Linked DNA regions of Mus musculus: region 1 is linked to region 2. Evidence: chromatin contacts called from public Hi-C data. All regions are on one chromosome and are shown on one strand. The core of a region is the stretch at or near the end of the contact, and the rest is flanking DNA. Distances in the headings are between cores, read along the strand shown. Region 1 overlaps Pdia5 (protein disulfide isomerase associated 5). Region 2 holds the start of 1600019K03Rik (RIKEN cDNA 1600019K03 gene).

What was found. A called contact is a pair of places that touch in the nucleus more often than the background predicts.
Region 1: a Hi-C map of liver shows a contact between it and region 2, with 2.4 times the contacts expected there. The contact joins the enhancer-like site here to the promoter of 1600019K03Rik in region 2. A contact is called at or near these places in 1 of 39 promoter capture datasets (liver), 1 of 15 datasets of contacts at CTCF or cohesin (the NIH/3T3 cell line), 6 of 484 Hi-C or Micro-C datasets (all in liver), 5 of 115 datasets of contacts at active chromatin or transcription factors (bone marrow-derived macrophages, embryonic stem cells and liver) and 3 of 9 other capture datasets (adipose tissue, liver and pancreatic islet).

The regions. Positions count from the first base shown.
Region 1 is chr16:35,454,642-35,461,706 of GRCm38.p6, reverse strand. It overlaps Pdia5 (protein disulfide isomerase associated 5), which reads left to right. Exons shown (of 17, transcript NM_028295.1): 4 at 5,162-5,245; 5 at 5,566-5,611. Among named protein-coding and RNA genes, the nearest start is that of Pdia5, 33 kb to the left of the region's middle. Within about 2 kb of position 4,311, at least 8 of the 459 cell types and tissues checked have an H3K27ac peak or open chromatin away from gene starts, as enhancers often do. A contact at or near this core is called in liver and pancreatic islet, where this site is marked.
Region 2 is chr16:35,505,470-35,511,870 of GRCm38.p6, reverse strand. 1600019K03Rik (RIKEN cDNA 1600019K03 gene) reads left to right here and starts at 2,452. Exons shown (of 3, transcript NR_040481.1): 1 at 2,452-2,568; 2 at 5,533-5,648.

The DNA.
Region 1 (7,065 bases), core at 3,062-5,561, 52 kb after region 2:
GTGCTGTCTGTCCTCTGTCCCCTTCTTTCTCTTCCTTTGCACTTTACTCCCAGAGAGGAGCAGAGTCTCTGCTACTCCCGTTCTTTGGGCCTCTTCTCTCCTTCCAAAGATAATTCTGTAACTCTGATTTTTCCGACTCTTCCTTTGCCCTTCACACACACACACACACACACACACACACACACACACACACACACGCATGCACATGTGCCAATGCTCACGTACTCCTCTGTTGACGTTTCTCCTCGTCCCTGGCCATTACTTGAGTGCATGGATCTGGTCTATGGATTTGTCGCTTCTTCCTTCCCCCTCTCCCTTCCAGCTCCGACCTCCACAGTGGGTAGGCCACAGGTGAGGGTGTTGGTAGCTCCCCGGTGCTCTGGGGCCTGGTGTGACACTGATGGGGCCTTGTGTGGAACTGCCATCTAGGAGGCTGAACTGAAGCCAGCAACAGACACTAGGCCTGGTATGTTAGTTCCATGGTCAGGCTTTCGCCTCACCTGCTGCCTGCTTCTTTCCCTGGAGTCTTCGGCCACTGCCTAACCAAACTCCCTTACTTCCCCTTTCCCGTCTGCCTGATTTCCCTGAAGCAGTCCCCACATGCAAGGTTGCGGGCCTGCCAGGGCAGGTGGGATGTATTTGGAAGTCTTACATTTTCTTCTAAGAATTATTTAAAATTTGCATTTCCACCTTCTTGCCTAAGCAGGGCAAATGTTACTTCCCATGGGAGAAAATAGACTCCCGTAAGAAGTGTCATGCTTGTTGTGTGGCTGCAGGTATCTTCTGGCATATGGTGTGCTTTTGGGAAGTAAGTTCTGAGGAGCGAAACCTTAGACTAGTGGTTACCTAATGCTGTGACCCTTTAATGCAGATCCTCATGTCGTGGCGACCCCCCAACCATAAAATTATTTTTATAGTTACTTCATAACTGTATGTTTGCTACTGTTATGAATTGTAATGTAAATATCTGATGTGTAGGATGTCTGATATGTGACCCTCAGGGTGAGAACCACTGGCTTAGACACTGGTCTGTACAGATGGAGAGGGGGCCCTGGACCACTTGGGAGGAGAAGCCACAGTCCTCTCACTGTGTGTTCTTAGTGCAGCATCAATCCTAGCTTCTTGGAGAAGTAGGCACCAAAGAGACCAGCCAGTCAGGATTGTTCTTGATTGTCATGGGAGAGTTCTCTGTCCTACCTAGGTCAACTGCTCTGCAGCTGTCCCCTTATTGTCCCGGAGCCACACCTTGTCCTTGCTTGGCATCTGGCAGTCACTCTCATCTAATCCTACCTTTTGCAGCTTCATTGCAGGTCCTGCCTGCTACTGGTGGAGCCAGATCTAGAGCCGGCACAGTTCGGCAGCTAGCTGATAGGCCATCTCTTAAGACAGGTTCAGGCCACAGATTTGGAAAGATCCATTAATGCCCCCTCTTAGCCCCCAGTACTTTCTCTCTCCTTACTCTTACCCCACCTGCTGCTCCTGAGTCTGACTGCCCAGCTTAAGCCATCTAATCAACATGGCTCCCCATACCTGCAGCAGCCACCCAGACTAGCAGCCCCCCTCCCCCACCTGTACATGTCTCTTGGGGTGTAGGATGTGGGATGAGGGTGTACATAGGCCTCTGTGATCTGTCCCTCATTCTTTGTAGGGAAGGTGGAGAGCCAAACGAAGTAGAAAGGGATGGTGTGTGGCCTTGATGATGTGGCCTCCCTATAGGTTGGTAGCTGGTTCCTGCCAGCCAGAGGAGAGTTGGGCTCAGAGCCTGGCTCTCTGGGACTTCAGGCAAAGTAGCTCGTTCCTCTGCCTTTGTCTTCTTTCCCCATAGAGCCTCCGTCACTCTGCAGGAGGGAGGGAGGGAGGCAGTGGATCAATTAATTGTTCTTAATCTCTCAAGGCAGATCCTTTTAAGTCCCTCACGTGGGTAATTTTCTTCCCTTCCTGAACTCTTATGACTTCTACTGTCTGAGCTGCACAATTAGTACACGCTCACGTGCATAGTTAGACACTCTTAAGAGACGGGCTTGTCGGGGAGAGGGCAGAGAACTGAGCCCCCCCTCCTACCTCAGGATTTGTCACCTGGCAGAGTTCCTGGTGCCCAAGAAGCCAGAAGTTCATTTAGGGCCTTGTCCAAGCAGCTCCAAGATAGCATCTTTTAGTCATCTCTCATTCCAGTTGGGATGCCACCATGTGCCAACTGCTCTGGTAACCCTGAGGAGCAGCTGTGAGTGAAGGCAAGGCCTTGCCTTGGGGGGCAAACCTTTCTGAGGGGGAGCCACAGAGACAAGTGGTCAGACGTTATTAGTGCTGTGGAGAGAGCCAAAGGCGACCTGCTGCTCATTTCCCCAGCACCCCATTTGTCATCTCAGGGCCATGGCTCCAGATCTGAACCCACATGTACAGGTGGGGGAGGGGGGCTGCTAGTCTGGGTGGCTGCTGCAGGTATGGGGAGCCATGTTGATTAGATGGCTTAAGCTGGGCAGTCAGACTCAGGAGCAGCAGGTGGGGTAAGAGTAAGGAGAGAGAAAGTACTGGGGGCTAAGAGGGGGCATTAATGGATCTTTCCAAATCTGTGGCCTGAACCTGTCTTAAGAGATGGCCTATCAGCTAGCTGCCGAACTGTACCGGCTCTAGATCTGGCTCCACCAGTAGCAGGCAGGACCTGCAATGAAGCTGCAAAAGGTAGGATTAGATGAGAGTGACTGCCAGATGCCAAGCAAGGACAAGGTGTGGCTCCGGGACAATAAGGGGACAGCTGCAGAGCAGTTGACCTAGGTAGGACAGAGAACTCTCCCATGACAATCAAGAACAATCCTGACTGGCTGGTCTCTTTGGTGCCTACTTCTCCAAGAAGCTAGGATTGATGCTGCACTAAGAACACACAGTGAGAGGACTGTGGCTTCTCCCATGGTGCCTGGTGTGAAGCTTTCCCCCCAAGTGGCTTTTGAGCCTTCAGCTCTGGGTCTCTTCCATGGCCTACGTTTTAGCAGAATACACAAGGACTTGGAGGTGAGCTGACCCGTGACCTGGGGCCTATCCTTCCTTCCTATCCTTTTTGAAGATTGCAGGCCCTGCTGACTGTCAGGCTGGGACTGGGGCTTGAGGAGGTCACATGGCAGCCAAAGCACGGTTTGTTGGTCCCACCTGGTGATGGGAGAGTGATCAAAGAAATGGTCGGACAGAGCTGAACACAGCCAACCGGATAGACGGATGGGTGAGCAGTGTCAGGGATGGTCTTAAGTATCCCAAGCACGGCACTCTCTCCCAGGAACTTAGTTCAGCACAGGGAAAGCTGCCTTGTTTGCTGCTGTTTGGCACACAGGCCTCGTCAGTTCCGCTTCGCAGTCGACTCCCCCAAAGGCCAGGGTAAACCCAGAGCAAGAAGGCTGCTGTCAGAGAGGTGTGCCGAGCATACTCAAGGCTTTAGGGTGAGAGGGTCTAGGCCAGATGCCGTGGGTTGCCTTCTGATGCGTTGTGCCATCCAGTCCTGCTCTCCTCTGCCCCAGACTAATTTCTCGTAACACTCCCTGTTTCAAGTCCTTTGCCAGCTATGTCCCCCATGATGATATTGTTACCTGTCCTTCCTTTGTGAGGGGAGGCAGCGTGACATCTCCATCCACCTCTACCTCCTGATTTTTCCAGATATATTTTCTCTCTCTCTCTCTCTCTCTTTTATGTTTTTAGAGACTCATTCTGTAGACCAGGCTGGGCTTGAATTTAGAAATCCTGCCTCTGCCTCCTCAATGCTGGGACTAAAGGTGTGAGCCACCACCACCCAGACAGACTTGTTTTCTTAACCCGGAAATCTCTCCCTCTTACATCGGCACCTGCAGTTTTGCTTGTCTGCTGAAGATATTGCTTGGAGAATTGAGCTGGGTGGTTTAATGAGCCCATCTGTTCTGGAGCTCCTGCCCAGCTGTGGGAAGCTGGTGTGCCTGTGTGTGGAAATGGGCTGTGCCGACAGGTGGCAAAGGAAGTAACTTCCCACAGGTACCTGCCAGACCCGGCACCACGGTTTCCCTGGAGACTGTTGCCGTGTGGTCACGGATCCAGCAGATGTCTGATGGCCAGGCTGTTCTCACTGATCCCGTTCAGATCTGGAGCCATGGCCCTGAGATGACAAATGGGGTGCTGGGGAAATGAGCAGCAGGTCGCCTTTGGCTGGTTGCAGGGAAAGCAGGGAGTCTCCAAGTGCCTGGGACAGGGAGGCGAGAGGAAGAAGGACCAGTGCTGGCCAGTGCTACCGCTTGGTCCTTCCCACACTCCAGCACATAGCTGGATTGCCCAGGAGTAGTGTTAGGACACATTTGCTCAAGTAGCCAAGAGTCTTTCATGGAGCAGGCAGGCTCGCTGGGGCCTTGGCATGTCTAATGAGTTCCCGGGTAGTGCTGGTTCAGGGAACACACCTGAAGACTTTATTGGCCTCTCTGGAAGGATGCCACAGTTAGATCAGGTCATGTATGAGTGCTTCCTGGACATCGACGGGCACCTGGGAGGCACTGCTTGCCAGAAGGATCCCTGTAGATTCTCAGACACCACAGGAGAGGCTCCTGCAACCGAAGCACTGCTCTTCTTCCCGGCTTATAACAGATTTCAGCAATCCTCCAACATAGCAGGACATTTCCCTTTCCCAGACAGATGGCCCGTAGCAGGTGGCACATGTTCAGAGCCTCAGAAACAAAATCTTGCTCAGGCACCATGTCCACAGATCTGGAAGCAGAAGCTCAGAGTGTTTTAAACTTCCCCAAGTGATAGACCATGGCGTAGAGGGACTAACCCCACCACCCCCAATAGTCTTGAACTCCTGGGCTCAAGCAATTCTCCTGCCTCAGCTTCCTGATCAACTGGGACTAGGGTTCCTGGCTTGAGGTTTATATTTCTCACTCCAGTGAGCTCCCTACCCCCGAGTCTCCCGGCTTTTCCCTGACTGGACCCATCCTTGAGGCAGCACATCCTCTCCCTGTCTGCTCACTTCCTCTCCTGACCAGCACAGACTGTGTCAGTCAGTTATTCTCCCTCCGAGCCACACCCTCCTCTTGGACTTCTTCTGGTCCGAGAATTCCAGGTCTTCTGCCCTGTTTTTCCGTCTCCATCGGATTCTGTTGTCAACACCTATGGGCCGACTTCAGGTAACAAATGTTCCCCCAACATTTCTGTCTTTCAGTGACGCAGAGAGTAGAAAATTGTGCAAGAAGATGAAAGTTGACCTCAGCCCAAAGGACAAAAAGATTGAATTATTCCATTACCAGTAAGTACACGTGGGCTTTTCCAATCTCGGAGTGAGTGCTGAGAGCTTTTATTGGTAGTTTCAGTGGACAGCAGATTCTAGGTAAATTTAGATCATTTCAGAATGATTCCCCCCTCCTCCCGGTACTTACCATTATTTCTTAGAAAGAAAGATAGACACAGAGACATAGAGAGCAACACACACACACACACACACACACACACACACACACACACAGAGAGAGAGAGAGAGAGAGAGAGAGAGAGAGAGAGAGAATGAATTCTGAACAGTGGCTGTGAGCTGAAACACACTGTTGATGCCTCTTCTCCCTTATTTGACAGGGACGGCGCCTTTCACATGCAGTATGACCGAGCTGTGACGTTGAAGGTGAATTTGCCTCTCTTCTCAGTAGGGTGGAGCCTGAATGGACACCAGAAGCTTGGCAGGTCTCCCTGAAAGGAGAAAGGGCAGGTTGCACAAGGACTCTCTCTTCCTGACCTCCCGAGGGTTCTTCTCGTTAACACTGATCGATGTTAGCAGAGGATCCGGCCAGGTTTAGAGCTGTTGACCCAAGGCCTTGTTAGTGAATGTCTAGGAGCGGTCTGTCGAGGCAGGTGACATCATGCTTCTCCCCTCCACAGACCTGGGTCTCCTTTTGCTTCAAAACCATCTTCTCACTATGAGGGTACCCACAGTGGCTACCCATAGACTGACGGGCACACCCTGTCCAGGAAAGCATGGGGGCCCATTGGCACCTTCAAGCTGAGGTGGCTTGTTCTAGATGGGATGTGGAAGTTACCTAATGTCCCTGCCACTGTTCAATCTGTAAGCAGGTGGAAAGCCTACATAAAGAGTTCCACACCTGCAGGTACCACATAGCTGTCCCAGAGGAGCTGTCTTTCCACTGCCTTGAACATTGCTTTAGCTTCAGCATCTTCTGCTGCAAACCAGTATGCTACTTCTGGTCCAAGGTCTCTGCCTACCTTGGCTGGAGCCATGGATTTCATCTGGTTCTAACCTGAGCTTAACTCAGGTTCTCTAAGTCCCCCTCTTCTCAGGCAGGGGTTGATCTCTGAGCTCCTGTCTCTGTCTGTTCTCTGCACACTGGGGAATGAACCTGGGGTCTCATGCCTAGTAGGTATTCTCCCTACCACTGTGCTGCATGCTCTGCCCTGTCTCTCTTTCTCTGTGTACATCTCTTCCCAGTTGTTCCTGTCTGTGTAGCTGTCAGTGCTCAGCTCCCTATTGTTGTGAATGTTAATATAAAACTCTGATATGCCACCCCCAAAGGGGTCATGACCTACAGGTTGAGCACCGCCGCTCTGTGGGCTCTCTACCTGATTCTTTCCTCTCCTAACACCCATGTAGACATTTGGAGATGTATTCTGTGTTATAACATAAGCTAAGGTCCTTATAGAAAGAACACATGTTCCCCAGGAGCAAAATTTGATTGGGAAGCAGGATGGGGGAATTGTTCACATATTGAAAAAGAAAGGCTGGTTTCTGTTTGGACCACCGGAAAGTCTCCCCTGGAGTCATGGAGCCGGAACAGCATGAACTCTGTGTCAGGGAAGTGACCAGAAGCCCAGGGACAGTTGCCACGCAGTATCTGGTGAAGGGGGCAGAGTGGTCTCTGTCACAGTCCTGTATCTAAGGTGTATCCCCTTCTGCATCAGCCAACAGATTGGAGAAGTCAGCCGAGCATCGTGCAGGGTCAAAGGCTTTGGTTTCGGTATGAGCAGCTACGTTTATAGAATCTCAAAACCCATAGGGTCAAGAGAGACCAGGGCAGAGTGCCTGGATTTCTGTAGGGCAGGGAAGGCATACCGTTTACCCTGACT
Region 2 (6,401 bases), core at 1,203-3,702:
GGCGGGACTTCCAGGTTCCTGCAGGCTAGGGAGAGGAGAAGAGTTGAGATACCTGGGGGAGAGACATGGAACAGACTCAGAGTGACAGGGAGATCTTCCAAAATGTAGGCGAGGAAAGTGGCCCAAAAGTGACTTGGGCAGCAAGACCAATGGGCTTCACAGAAGGTAACCAGGCAACTAAGTTTCGGGCAGATTTAGTGTTGAGCTAGGAGTGAAGGTAAGGCCGTGTTAGCCGCAGAAGGCTTAGAAGAGCCCAGCCACAGAGCCAATAAGCTAGTTAAAAGTGGGCTAATGTATGTATGTGTCTTTTATCCGCTGATCTGAGATAGCTCTTGGGCAGGTGCGTGCATGGGACCAGCCAAAACCACAAAACAGTATAGACAAAACTACATTCTACAGCATACGATTAATAATAATAATATTAGTAAGTGCTTCTTTCCTCTCTCTTCCTGCCCTCCATGGACCTTATCATCACCGTTATTGTGTTTGTCACTGGTATGCTTCATGGACCTTTCTTTGTGTCAGACGCCATACTAAACTCTCTAAATGTAATCTTTCTAATAATCCATGAAGTGGATCCTGTTTGTCCCTCCTTTACAGGCAGAGAACTGTAGACTTGGTGCCCATAGTCACATAGCCAATGAGCAATAGAGCCCAGATTTAGACCCAGCCAGTCTGTCTAGAGCTGGAGTGCCACGAGCCACTCTGTGACAGTCCTCCCACCTGCAGAGGACTGAAGACAGGTCCCAAGCCCTATCAATTAGAGCTGTGCCCCAGGATATATTAAATATGAATTTGGAGGCCAAGGAGATTGCCCAGCCCAGTGACCTGAGTTCCATCCTTAGGATTTACATACACAGTGGAAGGAATTTGTCTTCTGATTTCATACTTATGCTCCTCCAAATAAATAAGTAAAATATGGAAACAAAATTCAGAATACGAATCTGAGAGAAAAGAGGCTATCTTCTCAGCTGGCCATGTTTATCAGGCAGCCTTTGGCACGTAGGAGGGACAGATCTAGTTAGAGAAAGAATAGCCATAGAAGAGCGATGGAGAGATGAATGACGTCCAGTCCCTGTTACCTCCCAATCAGGAGAGTTTATCTCAACCCACCTGTCCCAAAGCTTGTTTGTAAGAACACACAGGTCACTTTCCTTGGCTTCCCATCATTTACAGAGAGATAATTCCCGACTAGAACACATGTGTACATGTTACATATGAACCGGGACTGGAGGGCTCCAGCCCCATTTGAAGGACTTTCCTGAGTGGTCATGTGGTCACTTCTCAGGCTTTGTAAGAAGTGATCTCTCTGCAAGAGACTGAGTACCAGAAAGTTCTGGGTCTGCAATGGCAGATGCAGGGAATAAGTTTGAACAGAATAGGAGAGAGAGAGACAGAGAAAGAGATAGATAGATAGATAGATAGATAGATAGATAGATAGATAGATAGATAGATAGACAGACAGACAGAGACAGAGACAGAAACAGAGACAGAGAGTTCACTGTGGAGTCTAAGAGCTCTGGGTCCTAAGGCTTGGCTGCTTTTCTGCCTTTGAATCCCAGGAGCATGCAACCTACTCCTCCTTTTCAGTTTAAATTGTCACAAGTTGGTCTCAATAAGTTGCATGCAAAGAATCATAAATAATATATGTGCAGTGGGAACCCAATAACTGTTGGATATAATGGAAGATTCTTGAGAGAGGCAGTAATTGGGATGGAGACTATAGCTCAAGAATGCTGCTCAGAAGTCTGCATGGAGGGGAGAGTAACTGAGGGAGCACCCAAAGGGGTCACCAGAACAAAGAGCCACCCACAGAGGTCGGGATTAGAGGTGACAGAGCCCTTAGGACTGGGAAGGGAAGTGGGAGTTCCTGAGCACAGAGGCTCTGCAGTTGAGGAGAGTGGGATGTCAGAGATGCCTAGGAATCTGAGCCTGCTTTCCAGAAGGATGAGACCATTAATAGATGGAGAAAAGTCTGCAGAGATGCTAGCTGAGGCCTCAGTGACAGAGCTAATTAGAGTGGCTGAGCAGAAAGGAATGTGGCCCTGTGTTCCAGACAGGAAATGTAGGAAGCCTCATGACTGAGAACTGGAGCCTCAGAGGTCAAGGCAGCTCTGGAAAAGCTTAAAGGAAGACACGGTGAGAGGCAGGCAGTTTAATCTAGGAAGTGAGAGAATGAATTAATTACCTGAGGAGAGACAGAGCAGTCGTTCCTGGGAGACAGAACCGCAGGGTGTGCATTACAGAGGAAATGGAGACCTTCCCCAAGGCAATTATGGGGAACGGTGCTCAGGACAGCAGACAGACCAAGAAAGGACAGGTCTCAGAGGACCGAGACCAGGTGATTCAGCTCACTGAGATTATGAGAAACCCCAAGGGAGCAGTGAGTCGATGATGAGGGAGGGCAGATGGCAAGGTCTCCGGAGAGGAGCAGGAAGAGATGTACTGCAGAACAGGCTGCGAGAGAGTGGCGAGGACACCTTTACAGCTGAGGACAGATCTAGAAAGGTGAAGCCTCCAGAGATGGAGGGATCGTAAGAAGCCTGGACTGTCCTACCTGACTCAGGGGTGAGAGATGGGGACCTGGGTGGGACCTGAGGCCTGCAGCAGCCACAGCAGCAGAGAGACGCGATGACAAGAAGGGAAGGGTTGTAAATAGCAGAGAACATCTCTAACTCCAGCAAACTTCAGCAGAGAAGGAATTCCCTGGGAAGCTCTCAGGGGCTCCTAGAATCCAGAAGTATGTTAACTATGTGTGCTCCTTAGCAAAGTAGCCCAACATTATGAGGGTAGACATAACATATTTGTAATTCACAGTTTCTGCAAATTAGCTGTGTGGTTCTGGTTTGAGGGTTCTTTTTAGGGCTCTCGAGGTGTTGGGTAGTTTTGACCTTCTGAAGTTTGGGGCTGGAGGAGCATTTTGAAGATGGCATATTTACTTGGGATTAGCACAACACCCCATTAGTCCATTGACAGCGGACAACGGGTTTCATTCTCTTATAGATGAATCTTATTGCAACCCCGTGGAGCTCTCAGGGCATAGCAGTTGGCTTTCTGCAGAGGAAACAGTCCCAAGGGAATAGGGGGATGGGGAAGAAAGAGCAGTGTCTGCTAGCATCTAGTCTCTCAAGTCACACACCAGTGCGTCACTGTATTCCACATGAAAATGAGTCATGAGTCTAGCTCATTTTGATGGAAAGGGCGAGTTAAGTCTCACCCCCTTGATGATGATGTATATTTGTGTGCACGTTCTGGAAATTAAAAACATCACAGGAAAGTTGGAGATTTGAAGTCTTTAAAAATTAGACAGGAAGTTGCATGGCTACCTCTCCAGTCAAGGTCACACCAAAAATAAAATAAAATAAAATAAAATAAAATAAAATAAAATAAAATAAAATAAAATAAAATACCTGGGTAAGCAGGACATTGAAGTCTCTGCTGCCCAGACATGAAATCTGAACGCAAACGTTCTCTATGTCATGTCACCCTTGTTCAAAGGACAAAGTCACCAACCCCAGAGGCTGATTAGTTGAGGAGTTTGTGTCACTATGTCTCAGTGACGTTTGAGACTTTCCCAAATATAAGGCAAGATCTTGACTAATACCAAAGCCTACATAGTTCAACTAACATACATGTGTGTGTATGCACATGCGTGTGCATGTACACACATATACAGACACAGACATGCACACATGTAATTGCTGATCTCTCAAACACACATGCACACACGCTCGCACGCACGCATTCATGCACATACACACCAAGAGCATTCCCACACCAGAGGGCTCTTGTCTTTTACATTTCCAACTGGGTGTCTATAACAGTTCAATGTCATTGACTTTGGGGGTTAGTGTGGACCCTATGGGTTGAGTGGCCACACCATGCTCGTCAGCACAGAAGAGAGAAACACAAAGTGCCAGGAGACTCATAAGTATCTGTACAAGACATAAGTGATTCAGAGGCCAAAGGACTGCCTTCCATCTCTGAAAGACCCCAGGAGCCCGTTTCTGAAGGTGCGAAGGCTTTCCTGAGGTATTAGGGGGAGGGGGAGGGGGGGACACCACGGACACGGGGCAGGGGGCGGGGGCAGGGTGTTGGGTTTCACAACACCGCTAGGATGAGATTTTGAGTCATTTAAATGTAACTGTAATAGAAGAGCTACCCTATAGGTGGAAGATAGCTAGATAGCCCAGATTCTGAGACATGGCTTTAAATACACACCTTAAAGTCTTTAGTAAGGTGAACATTATTACTACGGCGGAAAACAGTGTCTTCTAAGGTCAATTCTAGATTTAGTTTTAGCAAGACTGCGTGTTTTTTGTTTTTGTTTTTGTTTTTTTAATGAGCTAGATAGAGCCAGAGGCCTTACAGGTAAAGCCACCAGAGAGGGAAAAAGAAAAAGGGAAGGAATACAGATGCATTGTGGAAATAGCTCACAAGACAGATGCAATCAGGAGGAAGCCAGATGCAATTACGTCCTCAGGTGCTCAGTGTCACCTGGGGGCTAGACTTCTAATAGTCCCATATCCCCCGCTCAAGCGTGATGACTGAATAGGGTTTGGGGGAACTCTAGGCACATAAGGAGACCATTTTCTAACTAAAAGCTAAAGAAGGTGCCCAGGAGGTAATACCGCTTTAAGCAGGCTCCTAGCACAATGGTTCTTAGCGTATGAATCGTGACCCATACAGGGGTTGAATAGCAGATATCCTGCATATCAGGTATTTACACTACAATTCATATCAGTAGCAAAATTACAGTTATGAAGTAGCAACAAAAATAATTTTATGGTTGGTGGTGGGCAGGGTCACCACAACACCAGGAGCTGTATTAAAGAGTGGCAGTCTTAGGAAGGCTAAAAGCCACTGTCCTAGCAGGAGACAAGATGAGTGGGTGGAGGGGAAGGCAAGGCCAGGAGAGGTCAAGGGCAGAAAGGACAGTTCTTAACTGCACTTGCCAACTTGAGCACTAGGCCCTGTAATGTGATGTCTCCTTAATGGAATGTCAGATGGATGCCCTGCAAATGGTCTATGATGAATGTCCAATCAATGTCCGATAGTGAATTCCTAATTACTCAATACCCAGTCATGCTGTCCTCAGGCCCACTGAAGCAAGGTGCAGAGAAGGAGGCCCTGAGGTGTCCTCCTGCACCCTGGTGTTTGGAAGGACTTGTCAGGATCTTCTTTTGGTCAGAAGCTTGCTTGGTCACTTTGCTCTGCGGTTTGTCTATAATGCCGAGAGAGTTTCCTTTGTGCACTGACAAACACATTTGTTACAGTGTATTCCAAACACTTGATCATCTCCAACCATGCCCTAGGCCTTGGGCTGGAGGGGGTGGGTGGGAAGATAGTTGGAATCAGCTAGATTCTGTCTTTGTCTTGAGACTCTTTGTCTCACTGTCTCTCTGTCTCTGTCTCTGTCTCTCTCTCTGTTGGGATTCAGGGACTAGAAGACTGAGACACTGGACAAGTTAGAAAAATGTAATACACTGTGAAAAAGAACTAGTAAACAGTAGTGTCACCTATGTGATGCAGGTAGATGCCCTGACTGTGCAGTCTCATGCACTCTTCAGCACGACCCCGGGAACATTCCTATCTCATCTGCAGAAGGAGGAGATGGACTTGTGGCACCTCTCTGGGTCATCTGGACAGTAAGTGGCAGAGCCTGCCCCATGCCCATGTCCTTCGAAGGACGCAGGCTTTTGTTTCCAAAATTACTTTGTCACCTGGAGAAAAAACAAATTATAAAGAAACACTGGGCTGGCAAGGCTGCTCCTCTGGTAAAGGCACCTGCCCACAGCTATGGAGATCCCAGTTCAATCCCAGGGTCCCACAGTGGAAGGAGAAACATTGTAACCTTGTTCACTGGTTCAGCCTTGGCTCTGAATACACAACACGAGCACTTTGTGCCCTCACGTTGTACACCGCCAGTAAACATGACCTGAACTGCCCTGGCTCAGACTGGAGCCTACAGAATGTTATCAAGCAACAGGATTTGCTTGTTTGCTTGTTTGTTTGTTTGTTTGTTTGTTTGTTTTTTACTGTGTGTGCAAAGTTTCTTGCTTTTACAGAAATATAAGAATTTTATTACAGAAAGCCAAGAATTCTAATATGTTCCTACTATCATTCCCCAGCACATAAGTGTCTGATTGGTAACGCTTTGAGCTGTATTGTTAAAATGGTTGGTTTTTTAAATTGCTGTTTGAATTAGTGACTTAAATTTCATGAAACCACTAAATACATTTTGATTTGGGATTAGGACAGAATTTCCAACCATTTCAGAAATGGCACCAAAGACACTTCTACCATTTTGTATTATGTATTTATGCAAAGCAAATTTCCCAGCAAGGATCAGCTTAAAATAAAAATATTGATCAACCCTGAAAAAATGTTGAAGACTCATG